Regions from separate parts of the Mus musculus genome. Here region 2 is linked to region 1. Evidence: chromatin contacts called from public promoter capture Hi-C data. All regions are on one chromosome and are shown on one strand. Each heading gives the region's core, a stretch centred on a gene start, on an enhancer-like site or on the middle of the called end of the contact. The rest is flanking DNA. Distances are from core to core; before and after follow the strand shown.

Region 1 (6,953 bases), core at 1,531-4,030:
CCAACAGGCAGAAAACCTGACTGCATGAAGAAGGGCTTAAGGGGAAATGGTAGCCTGTGACAGCACCACGCTCCTACTGATCTTCTGCTTTTAGTTAGAAGAAAAACAAATCAAGGCAGACTGCAAAATCAGGATTGGGAGCAGAGGATGGCACACAGGGCTAGGCTTGTGGGGTGGGGTGAAAATACACACGCCTATGAGCGAGAGGGGGAAGAGATGGGGGGGAGAGAGAGAGAGAGAGAGAGAGAGATCTGAGAAAAATCACCATGAACAGGAACCAGCACTCTCCAGAGAGGCCTGGGTACCCACAGCTCAGCTCCAGCAGGGATGCGCATGCTAGAACACTGTCTAGACGCCCTTCTAGCTTCTCATTTTTAAGAGTTACCTACACATGGCTACATGCATAAATGCATGAGAAATATAATGCTAAGCTTACACGGGACTCTGCAGACCCAGGGGTTGTCACACATGGATTATTGCTCTGCTGTCGCTGTCCTGAAATTTCCAGCAATTTAGGAAACAAGGGAGTGCAAAGCCTGTGGGTAAGCACGCTTCCCCCACAGTGCTCTTAACTCAACAGCACTCCCCTGTTACCTAAGCAGCTTCCTTTTCTGTAGAGCTACAAAGGAGATAATAAGCCGGGTATGGTGGCACACAACCATCAGCCAGCACTTGGGAAGCAGAATATGAAGTTCGTGAGTTCAAGGCCAGAGATACATAGTAAGGTCCAACAAGCAAAAATGTCGGGGTGGGGGGTGGGGGTGGAGAATGATGCTAAAGAGATGGCTCAATGGTTAAGAACATGCACTGTTCTTGAAGAGCACCCGAGTTTGTTTCCCAGATGCTTGTAACCCCAGCTCCAGGAGAGCCGTTGCCTCTTACCCCCCACTGACACCTGTACACACATGCACATAGGAACAGACAGACACAGACACACATACATAGTTTTTAAACAACTCAAAAGGCTGGGCATGGTGGCCCCTGCCAAACACATGAGAGGCAGAGAGGATTCCTGTGAGTTTGAGGCCAGCCAACACTATGAAAGGAGACCCCATGAAAACAAACAATCAATCAATCAAAGCGATGCTAACCCTTGCTGCACCCTCTGTCGGTTAGATTAAAAACTGCTCAGATGTTTGTTTTTCTCCATGCTCTCGGGATGGCACAGGAATGTATTCCATAGAAACAAACGCTCCTCCAGAGACAGCAGGCATCCAGCAAGACAGTCATCACTTTCTATCCCATGAAAGTCCTAAGTGTGGCTTTACAAAAGATCAGGCCACAGCAGACAAGCTGTGACAAGGAAGAACAGAGATGAAGAATACCCCGAGCTGGCTCCTCCTCCTCTCTCACTGACTCTCCTGCCTGTGTGTCCTTACCCTCAGTTCTATCTAAGCTAGTGGGTGTGATGGGGCCCTGTCCTCCAACTTTCTCAGATTCTGCCCCAGACCTGGCCCAGAACAGGGCAGGTGGTCACATAGAGGTTGGGTGGGGGGAGGTACCATGTCCACCAGGAAGTACTGGCTTGTGTTCTGGTCCGTTGCCTCTCAGGAAAGGAATTTGGTTTTATAAACGGAGACTATGCAGCAAGCCCAAAATCTTTTTAAAAACAACATCCTTATCTCTTAGCCAGGGCCCAAAGACTGGGGCCCCACTTCCATCAAAGAGACAGCTTTCTGGGGAGAGATTAAATGTGGAATTCACAAAAGAAACAAGAATGAACTGGCAGCAGGCCAGGGGGAAACACAGTAGCCAAACACATCATGACGTGTCCATTAAACACCTACAGTGAAGCCCTGGATCTTGCAGACTCTGAACTATCTGCTGCGAACGGTACTGTCATTTGGAAGCCTCCTCTGTCCTAAAGTGACACTCCCACCCCCCGCCATGAGGCTACAGGGAGGATCTTACCAACACCATGGTAAGGAGACATCTGCCTGTTCTCCTTCGTCTTTGGCACAGATGTCTCAAGATTGGAGAGAAAACCAAATGTGAAGGTTTGGAGCTCTGCTCTCCCAGGCAAGAGTGCTTGTCAAATCAAGTTCCATTCTGCCAAGCAATGGCTTACAAATTTGACCATTTTAATATGGAGCTGCTAGCTGGGGCCACTCAGACACAGCAGCTAGTCCCAAAGCCTGGTGTCAGGGCACAACAAGCAACTGCCCTTTGGAGTTACTCCCCTTTCCAGTGTTGGGAGGCTCTGTCCACTGTTAGATGGCTCCCCTGAGGGAAGTGTACCTCCCTCCTGGTCCCCTCCCCACACTACCTAAAACCACAGCTGAGTATGTCTTGGTGTTGTAGGTCCCTGAACAGGGCTTTCTTAGCTGTCAACCCATAAATGCTGCCCACTGCCAGCCTGGAGTATGTCACTCTCTCAGGTTGGAGTTAGAAATGATCTATGCAAACTCCAGCTCTTAAATAACCTGAGTAACTGTATTTCCATCATTCTGATTGACCAGAATCTGCCTCTGCTGGCTTCTCGAAGATTCCACCTTTAACTCTGAGCTAAATAAATTTTAGAACTCTAGCGTCTAACTTACTGATCAACTCCAGGATACTGAATCCCACTTTGCCAAATTCCACAGCCTGGGTCTACCCTCCAGCCCTGTTTGGAAATTTGCCCTCCTGCCTGTGCTCGACACCTGTCCAGTCCTGGCCTAGTGTCCTGGGGCAGCATCTCTTACCTGGATGCACACTAGGCGAAGGAGCTGTCCTGACAGTCACCGGCTGGCAGAGACACTGCTCCAAGGAGCCTCATGGCTGTTATTTACAGAGACCAGCTGCAGTCCAGCTCAGAGAGAAACCCTGCCTGGGATGTCAGACAGCCCAGCGAATCTGCTGGAGGCTGCAGCCTTATCTGCAAGAGCTTCCTGCCTGAAACCATCAGCTGTCCTGCAGGGCCCTGTGGAGTGTGGGAACTCGGCCCCTGCTGCCAAAGGGGTGTCTGGGGAGCCCAGCCAACCCCACCCCAAACATTCTCTCTCAATTTTGGTTTTCTTTCCTGTTTTGCTTTCTTTTCTTTTTCTTCGAATAAGTGCATGTGCCAAACATGGGGGTGCATGCCAGTAATCCCTGCATTCTGAAGACTAAAGCAGGAGGATTGCTGTGAGTTAAAGGCCAGCCTAGACTATGTAGCAAGTTCAAGGCCAGCCAGGTAGGAGTGCATACTGAGACTGTGTATGAATCTCTGCATACACATGCACCTGCTTACACACACACACACACACACACACACACACACTACAAGTCATTCCCACACAGCAAGCTGGAGAGATCAACAAGAGTTCTGTGCTATAGCAAAACAGACTCCAAAAGCTACCCACTGTGGAGTTCCATCTATAAAATACTCCTGAGAGAGCTGGGCAGTGGTGGCGCACGCCTGTAATCCCAGCACTTGGGAGGCAGAGGCAGGCAGATTTCTGAGTTCGAGGCCAGCCTGGTCTACAAAGTGAGTTCCAAGACAGCCAGGGCTACAAAGAGAAACCCTGTCTTGAAAAACAAACAAACAAACAAACAAACAAACCAAAAACAAACAAACAAACAAACTACTCCTGAGAGCCTGTTAGGAGGTTGATCGGGGGAGCACAAGCACGCTAACACCCTCAAAGAAACAACAGTCGTCCTCCATCAGGGAAGCTGTACTGCTGGCGTGTAGCTTCAGGACAACTCTGTAGATCCATGAGGGAAGAAGCCAGATCAGTCAAACCAACTTCACGATCAATGGAGTGTGTGATGTTGCAGCCATATTGCCCTTACAACCTGTTCATATAAGACTCTTAAAGTGATAAAACTATAAAAATCAAGGACAGATCAGTGATTGGCTAGGACACTGTGTGCCTCAAGGGTGACATGGCTTGGCCTGCTTATGTTGGAATCTGGGTTGCAGTGCTGTGCCAGACTTTCCACTGGGGAAACTGGGCTCAAGGGAACCCTCTGGAATGTTTTCTACAACTGCATGTCAATCTATAATCTCCTCTAAATAAAGCTTAGCTTTTATGTTTTGTTTCTCAAACAGAGCCTCATGTAGCTCTCCTCAAAATCAATAGAAATGGCTTTAGCTCATTCACATTTCCGAAGTTCACAGAAGTACACAAAGCTAACCAAGAGTTCCAAGAATCCTTCCTAAGACCTACCCAAACATTGAGCGATGGTAGCGTATGCTTTTAATCCCAGCAGTCAGGAGGCAGGGGTAGGCGGACCTCTAAGTTCCATGCCACCCTGGTCAACAGAGTAAGTTCCTGAACAGCCAAACCAAGGGTACACAGAGAAATCCTGTCCAAAAACCAAGACCAAAAATGCCCCCCCCAAAAAACCCAAAACCTACCCAAACAAACTGTCAGATACCCCCTTTTGCCTCAAGGTGGTAGAGGGCCTAGAAAGCCTAGAGATTTTTTCCTTCCAAGTCATATTTTTTGTTTGTCTGTTTTCCAAGACAGGGTTTCTCTTGTATGACCCTGTCTCGAAAATTGCTTTGTAGACCAAGCTGGCTTCAAATTCAGAGATCTGCTTGCTTCTGCCTCCCAAGCACGGAGATTACATGTGCCACCATACTCTGCTATAGTCTTTTTTTTTTTAAGCAATATATTCCATAACGCAGGCTGGCCTTAAATTAGAGGCAATCCTCTTGCTGCAGCCTCTTAATATTGGAATGACATGAGCTACCACTTCTGAATCTTCAGTCCCACCCTGGTACTGGTATTAGACTCAGCCTTGTACATACCAGGCAAACATTGTCGACTAACCTATGTCTCCAGCCCACCCTTAGGGTTTTTGGATTTTCTTTTTAAGTGCCAACAGTTTAAAAAATACTCCCCACTGCAAAAATAGTGCAATTTAACTTGCCTGTGTTGAGTAGATTGTAAGTTAGGACCCTTGTATTATTAAGCGTACTCTGGTGTCACCAGGAAGCACTGTCTACTCCTCCGCTGGAGGCAGACCACTGCTTTCCTCTGCCCTGACCCCACAGACCATCCATTCCTGACCAGAACAACACTGGCCCAAATCCAGCGACTGTTTACATCTCTCTGAGATAACCATGGAGTTTGGATAGAAGAGTCACATGAAACCCACTCTGCTCTGGATGGGAAACTTACTGGGGTCACATTGGACGTGCTGCTCTATCTGTGGGACACTGTCCCTGAGGACATTAACCATGGCCACCTCCCCAAAGGCCCTCATCACTGAGTTCCCGGAGAGTGCACGACACTTCCATCCCTTATCCTAAGCCTAGTCACTCGGGGATACAGAGGAGCAGAAAGACCAGGGTGCGGGATTGAAAATCTCAGTTCTTGCCAACTAGTTAAAAGGTCTTAACCATTTAAGATATCTATCCAGTGTTGACATTCTGGATTACACCATTTATATGCCAGTGGCATGGGAAAGGGGACATCATCAGATGCCCAGAGGGCCTGCCCAGATGTTCTCACAAGTAGCCTGCACTAGAGGTGCCTACAGGTGCCAGAAAAGGCATCAATCCCCTAGAACTGGAGATACATCCTGGTGTGGACTGTCATGTGGATGCTGAAATCAAACTCAGTCCTCTGCAAGAGCATCAACTGCTCTTAACCACTGAGCCATCTCTCTAGCTCCAGGGCCTAGGTTTTCTGACCTAATGACTGGGCAGAGGGAACCTTCTCATTTGTATTAAATTCTCAAGGTTGAGGCACTTTGGGAACCACTGCCAGTCTCACAGTGGCTGCCAGGACACCACTGAAAGTCTACTGCAGCATCTCAGCAGCCCCATATGGGCTGCGACTGGCCTTACTCCTCAACCTTCAAGAGCCCTTCACACTAGCCTATGCTTCTAGCTGCTTTACAGCCCTGGGGTAGAATCAACAGACTGATTTACAGAAGAGAGGACTCCTTGCTGGGTGTAGTGACTGTCCTAGCAAAACTGTCACCCAATCAGTGACCATTAGGAATAAAGAGCAAACAGAGAAACATGATAGCATGTCACAGGCATGACAAACCACAGGGTGGCTTCCTCATATAGTCTGAAAGTCAGACTAAAATGAGCTCGGAGAGCAACTGGAAAGTGGACACTGTCCACTGAGTCACTGGTAGACTTATCTTTTTTAAAAAAATTACTTAAAAGTTCTTCTTTGACAATTCTGTTTCAGGAACTCAAAACAAACATTTACCCTTTCCTCATAAGGCTCCCAAGACAACCCCAAAGTCCAACCTGTGGAGCCAATGGATATATTAGGCTCACTGATATTAGAGCATGAAGTGGCCTGGGTGACAAAGCCATCACCGCGTCAGACAGTCACACCAGCACAGATGACAGCTTCCCCATAGAGGCATAGATGAAGCTCCTGTCCATTAGCCTACTACTTTCTATAATATTACACTTTTCGGCCCTTGATGTTGTGTGCAATTATGGCAGGATTATATATAGCTGGCTGGGAGGTTGTATGGGACTGAAATCAGGTGAGGGCCCAGTCCCCATCCTCCAACCTTGTGAAAAAACATTCACAGTGAATAGGCCTGATCCTCAGGGTCGCCTGCAGGCATGTCTGTGCACCTTGTGTGTGCAGTGCCTTAGGCCAGAAGAGGATGTCAGATCCCTTAAACTAGAATTAGACAGCTGTGATGTGCCACATGGATGCTGGGAAGTGAACTCCCACCTGCAAGAGCAGCTGGTGCTCTTTACCCATGAGTCAACTATCTTAGTTTGGGTTACTATTGCTATGAAGAAACACCACGACCACGCAAGTTGGGGAGGTAAGTTTATTTGGCTTGTACTTCCACACCACAGTCCATCACTGAAGGAAGTCAGGACAGGAACTCAAGTAGGGCAGGAACCCGGAGGCAGGAGTTGATGCAGACGCCATGGAGGGGTGCTGCTTACTGGCTTGCTCAGTCTTCTTTCATATAGAACCAGAACCACCAGCCCAGAGTTAGCACCACCCAGAATGGGCTGGGCCCTCCCCCATCCTTCACTAGGAAAATGC
Region 2 (6,953 bases), core at 2,801-5,300, 1.4 Mb after region 1:
TGTTCTGGGCTTCAGACAAGCCAGCTGTGCATGCAGACACCTATGCACACGCATTTGTGAATACCAGGACTTTGAACAATGTAGGACCTGATTAGCTAGGCTGATTGATCTGTGCCTATTTGGGCCTTGCTGTGTGTCCTCCCTACAGATTGTCCTTCCTGCATGTCTAGTTCTTGTGTGCCAGAGATGAAAGGAAAGCTTCCTGGGCTAATCTTGGGTAGCTGATGTTTCCAAAACAATCATGGAATTTTTTTTTTTTTTGGTATGGATATTTTACAGGTCATCCTCTGTAAGAAGGGGCTCTTTTACAGCCTTTAAAATGTGTAGACTGGGTCTCCGGAGCCAGACATAGGCTAGAGATACTTTAATGAAAAGTTGCAGGGCTGGCTCTGATCAGCAGAGAGAGCAAGCAAGAGAGAGACAGAGACAGAGACAGAGAGACAGAGAGAAAGAGACAGAGAATACACATGGATATTGGTCTCATGTACCTGGATATATGCACATGTGAATGTGATTGTGCCCACGTGTGAGCAAGTTATCTTGCATATTTTACATAGAAGCATGTCATATGGTTATGCAGGCAGGATTGTGTATGTTTATGAGGGTTAAACTGTGAGTGTGTATACATGAGTCTCAGTGAGTGAGCTTGTCCTCAGATATTTGTGCTTGTCTGAAGACTGGAACACTCTGTAATGGAGGGATAGAGAGGAAGGGGGAGGCCTTGGCTATGCCAATGTCTTCAGGCAGCATTTGATGAAACAGCTCTGAGCGTGGGGTCCAGAGGTGTTTATGTACCTGGTTTTGATGGCTTTAGGAAGGTCATAGAGAACTTTTAGAGTCATGCTGCTGACCAACAAGACCTGGGGTTTTCCTGTAGCTGATGGGTCGTCTAAGGCTTCTGAGCAGGAAGGCAACCTAGTGGGAATCTGCCCCTGGCTGGCCAGGTGGATGGGTGTGTCTTATGGTGGATTTTGTGAGAAGCAAGACCAGTGTCATGAGCAGTGTCCTGGGTTGATGACAGAGGAAAGGAGAGGGTGGCAGGAGTCTGAGGCCCCTGTAAGTGTCTGACTCATACTTGCAGGTGGCTATAGGATGGACTCTGAAGACAGGTGCTTTGGTATATTTAGTCACTATAGTGAACATTGATGGGCATAGGGAAGCTCTTCCACAAGGAGAGGACCTAGGGCTGGTGTGGAGGTGCTTCTCTGCCTGTTCCATGGAACAATATGAGGTAGGCTGAAGGCCCTCAGTTTTGGACCTCTGAATGTGCTGGGTTTCTTGAGGAATCACTTTATTAGAGCTAGTCGTGTAAAACCATAGACCTGATGGAAAGGCGTCAAGACTGTCAGCAAACAGTGAGCTGAGCAGGAAGGGAATACTCCACCCAATCAGCAGCCAGAGCATCTGCAGGCACCAGCGGAGACTCTGAAGGCAGTGGTCTGCACCATGGCTGGTAGAAGCCAATACTTCTCTACTGTGTTGCAGGTTACCACTACAATGATCTGGTGTCCCCGCAGTACCTGAGCCTCATCGCCAACCTGTCAGGCTGCACTGCACACCGCCGCGTGAACAACTGCTCAGACATGTGCTTCCACCAGAAGTATAGGACGCACGATGGCACGTGCAACAATCTACAGCACCCGATGTGGGGTGCCTCACTGACCGCCTTTGAGCGCCTGTTGAAGGCTGTGTATGAGAATGGGTTCAACACACCCCGGGGCATTAATTCCCAGCGTCAGTACAATGGGCATGTACTACCCATGCCCCGCCTGGTGTCCACCACACTGATTGGGACAGAGGTGATCACCCCCGATGAGCAGTTTACACACATGCTGATGCAATGGGGCCAGTTCCTTGACCATGACCTAGACTCTACAGTGGTAGCCCTGAGCCAGGCCCGCTTCTCTGACGGCCAGCATTGCAGCTCTGTGTGCAGCAATGACCCTCCCTGTTTCTCGGTCATGATCCCCCCCAATGATCCCCGGGTGCGGAGTGGCGCCCGATGCATGTTCTTCGTGCGATCGAGCCCCGTGTGTGGCAGCGGCATGACGTCCCTGCTCATGAACTCTGTGTACCCTCGAGAGCAGATCAACCAGCTCACCTCCTACATCGATGCCTCCAATGTGTACGGCAGCACAGACCACGAAGCCCGCAGCATCCGGGACCTGGCCAGCCACCGTGGCCTGCTGCGTCAGGGCATTGTGCAGAGGTCTGGCAAGCCCCTGCTTCCCTTTGCCACCGGGCCACCCACTGAGTGCATGCGCGATGAGAACGAGAGCCCGATACCATGCTTTCTGGCCGGCGACCACCGTGCCAACGAGCAGCTTGGCCTGACCAGCATGCATACGCTGTGGTTCCGGGAGCACAACCGCATTGCAGCAGAGCTGTTGAAGCTAAACCCGCACTGGGATGGGGACACTGTCTACCATGAGACCCGCAAGATAGTCGGGGCAGAGATACAGCACATCACCTACCGGCACTGGCTGCCCAAGATCCTGGGGGAGGTGGGCATGAAGATGCTCGGTGAGTACCGGGGCTACGACCCCAGTGTCAATGCTGGCATCTTTAATGCCTTTGCCACTGCAGCCTTCAGGTTCGGTCACACTCTGATCAACCCTCTGCTCTACCGGCTGGATGAGAACTTTGAGCCCATCCCTCAGGGCCATGTGCCCCTCCACAAAGCCTTCTTCTCGCCCTTCCGGATTGTCAACGAGGGGGGCATCGACCCACTTCTCCGAGGGCTGTTTGGAGTGGCAGGGAAGATGCGCATTCCCTCTCAATTGCTGAACACAGAGCTCACGGAGAGGCTGTTCTCCATGGCCCACACAGTGGCCCTGGACCTGGCTGCCATCAATATCCAGCGAGGCCGGGACCATGGCATCCCACCCTACCATGACTACAGAGTCTACTGCAACTTGTCGGCTGCTTACACCTTTGAGGACCTGAAAAATGAGATCAAGAGCCCTGTGATCCGGGAGAAACTGCAGAGGTGGGTATTGGTAAACTGAGGCACCTTGATAGGTATGTAGATGTCAAGAGACCTTGGCTGTGAACTGTGATGTCACCGTCTCTAGGTTCAAGCTTCAGTGGTGAGAGAAATCTGTGGTGACTGAGATTGGACAGCCTGTGGTCTGCTGGCCAAGATGCTACATACAGAGCCAGCCTAGGGTTGGGGTAGTCGTGTTTGCCCACCTCTTTGTGCTCAGGAGGTAGACTTTGTAAACTGTAAGGAGTTTTCTGTTGAGATAGCAGTTATACTTTCCTAGCTGGGACAGTAAAGTCACATGGCAAATGGGCCTCAGACTGGCCAGCCTCCTGGGCCTGGCTCTCCACCTATAGTGTGACTCATGCATGAGTGGCTATTGCTCATACAAGAGGAGAGCTGGCCTGGGAGCTGAATAACAGATGTGGAAGTTTCATGGGAGATGAATAACCCACCACTCAGAGGATAGAACTGGTCTGCTCGGGATTTGGTTATCTCATCTAGGGCCAGGCTTCTTCGGACCTTCTGCCTCCTAGGGGCTGTTCAGACCTGAGGCGTGCAGGAAGGTCTCCCTTGTGAGATACTGCAGTTTCTGAATGACAGCTGCCTCCCTGTGCTCCAGTGCACTTACATAATGGGATTTGATTATTGGCGAGGGAAGCACGCGAGTTCTCCACGGGGACAATATATCTTTTTGTCACCGTTATGCTTAATTGGGATTTATGCTCACTGACTACTTCATGGGGCATCATGTCCCCATCCAGATGGCCACGGATGGCTTTCCCAGTTCATTTTTGCTTTTGCTTGCCAAAATATTTCAGAACTTCTTGGTTTCTGGTAATCTTGCCACTGCTGCTGCTGGAGATGGTGGGCCTGGACCAGCTGTAAGGGGAGAGACCTTGGCAAAGACACGACGCATGCACGCGCACGTACACACATACACACATACACTAGTCATTTATTCTTTCTGTGAACTAATTACAAAGAGGAAAAAATGAGATGTGACTGGGAGGAGAGCTGAATGGCCATGAAAGCCTGGGCTGCCAGGATTTTCAGCAGGCCTTGGGGAACGCAGCTGTCGTCTACTGTCCTGGCAGCCTGTTGAAGTTTTACATTTCAGGGCAGCCTGGAGATGAAGACGTGGGCTGAATCTGGGCTTCTCTCCCTGGTGGGGTCCACAGGCTACCCCCCCTCCGGGGGGGAGGCTCTGTAGTGCCATGGAGAGCATCCCCAGCAGACCTGAAACATATCCTTCAGCCTTCTGCTACCCCTTTACAGACGGGAGGGCAAAGAGCAGGCATCCTGAGGTGACACTGTCATCTGGTGCCCGCGCAGCAAAGCCAGCAGCCCTCTCTGTCCTCATGGCAGGTGACTTCCAGTAAGGCCTGGGAGGCTTAAGGCCAGGGTGCTTGTCCCTGAATGTCAGTGACCACAGTTTGTGCTTGGACAAGCTAGATGGCAGCTTGATGAGAGTAGATTTGATGGAAGAGGAATGTTTGTCATGTTGGGAGATGAATGTATGTCTTTTCCGATAGATTATAGGGTGCTCCACTGTCGCTCCAAGCCTGGTGGGGAATGGAGGGTTGGGCGTAGGGGTTGGAAGATGTTATTTCAGACTCCAGCACAGTCTCTTGCAGCAATTGGAACCAAGACTACCTGGTGCCTTGTAAGCTCTTAGAAAATTGCACAAGGCTAGAAAACAAAAGTCTTTTGGCATTGCTGGTTCTTTCTGTATCTTTCTGTATGGGCATACATATTCCCAGGGCATGGAGGACCTAAGAGAATGCTTGTTAAACATTTGATAATGTTTAAGCTTCATGTTAGATATCTACCCTATTTAATTAACCAGCATTTCCATTGACAAATACATTTCTCTATACTGTAGGGTTTAATCTTATTCTTTTCAATTAGACTATTCATTGTTCTTATACTTAAGGAAAAGGATAGGTGTGAGGAGATAGATAGGTTGCCTCATGAACTTGGGTGATTCTCCCTGGAGCACAGGAAAGAATTATGTCTTAATTTTCTTATGTTTTTGGCTTTCAAATCACTTATAAGTAAATATATATATATATATATATATATATATATATATATATATATATATCCCTCATATATACAAGGAAAAGAGGAAAATTCTTTAAAATGTGATTAAAGAAGATTTAAAGAAATAGCAATGAGCTCTCTTTGTCCAGGAAATGTCTGGAGGATGTATGGGGGCCTTTTTCCTGTTTGCAGTGTTTCATATCCCAGGCAGCTATGATGAGCACACTCAACTTTGTCCTTGTCTATTGCAGGCTGTATGGCTCGACTCTCAACATTGATCTGTTCCCAGCCCTCATGGTAGAAGACCTAGTACCTGGCAGCCGCTTGGGGCCCACACTCATGTGCCTGCTCAGCACACAGTTCCGACGCCTGCGGGATGGAGACAGGTGGGTGCTAGAAAACCTTGTCTTACACTGTTGGTGTGGATCTGGGGCAGAGAGGACCTGTGCTTGCTTAGGACAGGGAGAGCCCCTTCCCACTTGCTGCCCTTCAGATGGCTCCGTACCTCCTCAAGGCTGCCTGGCACCTTACCCTTTCAGGCTAACACACCTGAGTCCCAGGTACCATTGGCCTCTGGAGCCAGTGAGAACGGATATATTTCCAGGAGCCTTTTGACCATCCCAGGCAGTACCAGGATTAGAGCATTGTTGTTTGTTTTGTTTGGGTTTTTGAGATAGGGTCTCACTTGTATAGCTTGGGCTGGCCTCATGCTCAGATGTGCACCCTAACAACTTTACTGAGACTTGAGGCTTTTGGCAAGATGATTTTTTTTTCTTTTTAATAATGTTAATTTACTTTAGGAAATGGGAAAGAGGCCAAAGAATCAGCTGAGGAGTTTAGTTAGAAGTTTCACTATCCATCCTTTTGTCAAGAGTAGCCATCTTCTTGCTGTTTTCTCTCATTTATTGGGTGGGAATTTGAACAATGGTGGCTATATACTTTTTTTTAATTCCTGCTAACTGAATCCATGATTTCCATATTGGCTTGAATCCTTGTGGCTGACATTCTCCCTGCCCTCTGCTGACCCCACTGACCCTGCTCTTGTCATCCCCGGAGTCCAGGTTGTGGTATGAGAACCCAGGCGTGTTCTCCCCCGCCCAGCTGACTCAGCTCAAGCAGACGTCCCTGGCGAGGATCCTTTGTGACAACTCAGACAACATCACCCGTGTGCAGCAGGATGTGTTCAGGGTGGCAGAGTTCCCCCACGGTTATAGCAGCTGTGAGGACATCCCCAGGGTGGACCTGCGAGTGTGGCAGGACTGTTGTGAAGGTACATGCTGCCAGCACCCTGCCCTGCCCTCACTGTGTCCCCATTACTGCTGCTTTGCCTGAGAACGGGGAAAGTGGCCTTTGCCCCTCGTTGTGGGAATTGTTTGTGATTGCTTTGCTTAGTGAACGGTGACATGGTCTGAGGGAAGAATGTCCAGTTTTATCTTTTATTGTAAAAGCACCTAGCCTTGAGCCTTAGCTATATAGGTTGGTAAGTCCACGCACTCTGCCTCTTGATGAACGTAGGAGGCACCCAAGGCTAGAGGGTTGCTTTACCCTGTAGATGTACACTATAAAGTGTGGGTGGAAGTTCAGTACAGAAGATGCTCACACCAACCACTGAGCCAAGTGTGGTCATAAACTCCATGCGCTTAATGTCACATTTTGTCCTACTGTGAGTACAGTGCACTTCTCGATGGCAGTTATCACCGCAGATGTCTCACGTTAAGATGTCACTAGAAGATCTTTTGCAGCCTCGTTCTAATCTTAGTCTGCACCTTGTATCGAACAAAATACTATGCAAAAGAGGACAAACCTTGAGTGAGTTTGCATTAGCATAGCTAGCATTTAACCTATTGAGCAGCTTCATGCGAGTGCTTGTGCACTGAGCCCCGTGAGTCCTGCCCACAAAGGATAACAACCAGCCCCACCAGGA

The links. Promoter capture Hi-C pulls out the DNA fragments that hold promoters and counts their contacts.
Region 2: a contact with region 1 is called in a promoter capture Hi-C map of hippocampal neurons, with 3 times the contacts expected there. The contact joins the enhancer-like site here to the promoter of Colec11 in region 1. A contact is called at or near these places in 6 of 39 promoter capture datasets (the 3T3-L1 cell line, 3T3-L1-derived adipocytes, the C10 cell line and 3 more), 2 of 115 datasets of contacts at active chromatin or transcription factors (embryonic forebrain and epiblast stem cells) and 1 of 9 other capture datasets (adipose tissue).

Annotation. Positions count from the first base shown.
Region 1 is chr12:28,620,550-28,627,502 of GRCm38.p6, forward strand. Colec11 (collectin sub-family member 11) reads right to left here and starts at 2,781. Exons shown (of 7, transcript NM_027866.2): 1 at 2,685-2,781.
Region 2 is chr12:30,000,436-30,007,388 of GRCm38.p6, forward strand. Pxdn (peroxidasin) reads left to right here. Exons shown (of 23, transcript NM_181395.2): 17 at 1,486-2,989; 18 at 5,281-5,415; 19 at 6,091-6,299. Among named protein-coding and RNA genes, the nearest start is that of Gm15691, 56 kb to the right of the region's middle. Within about 2 kb of position 4,051, at least 79 of the 459 cell types and tissues checked have an H3K27ac peak or open chromatin away from gene starts, as enhancers often do. A contact at or near this core is called in hippocampal neurons, where this site is marked.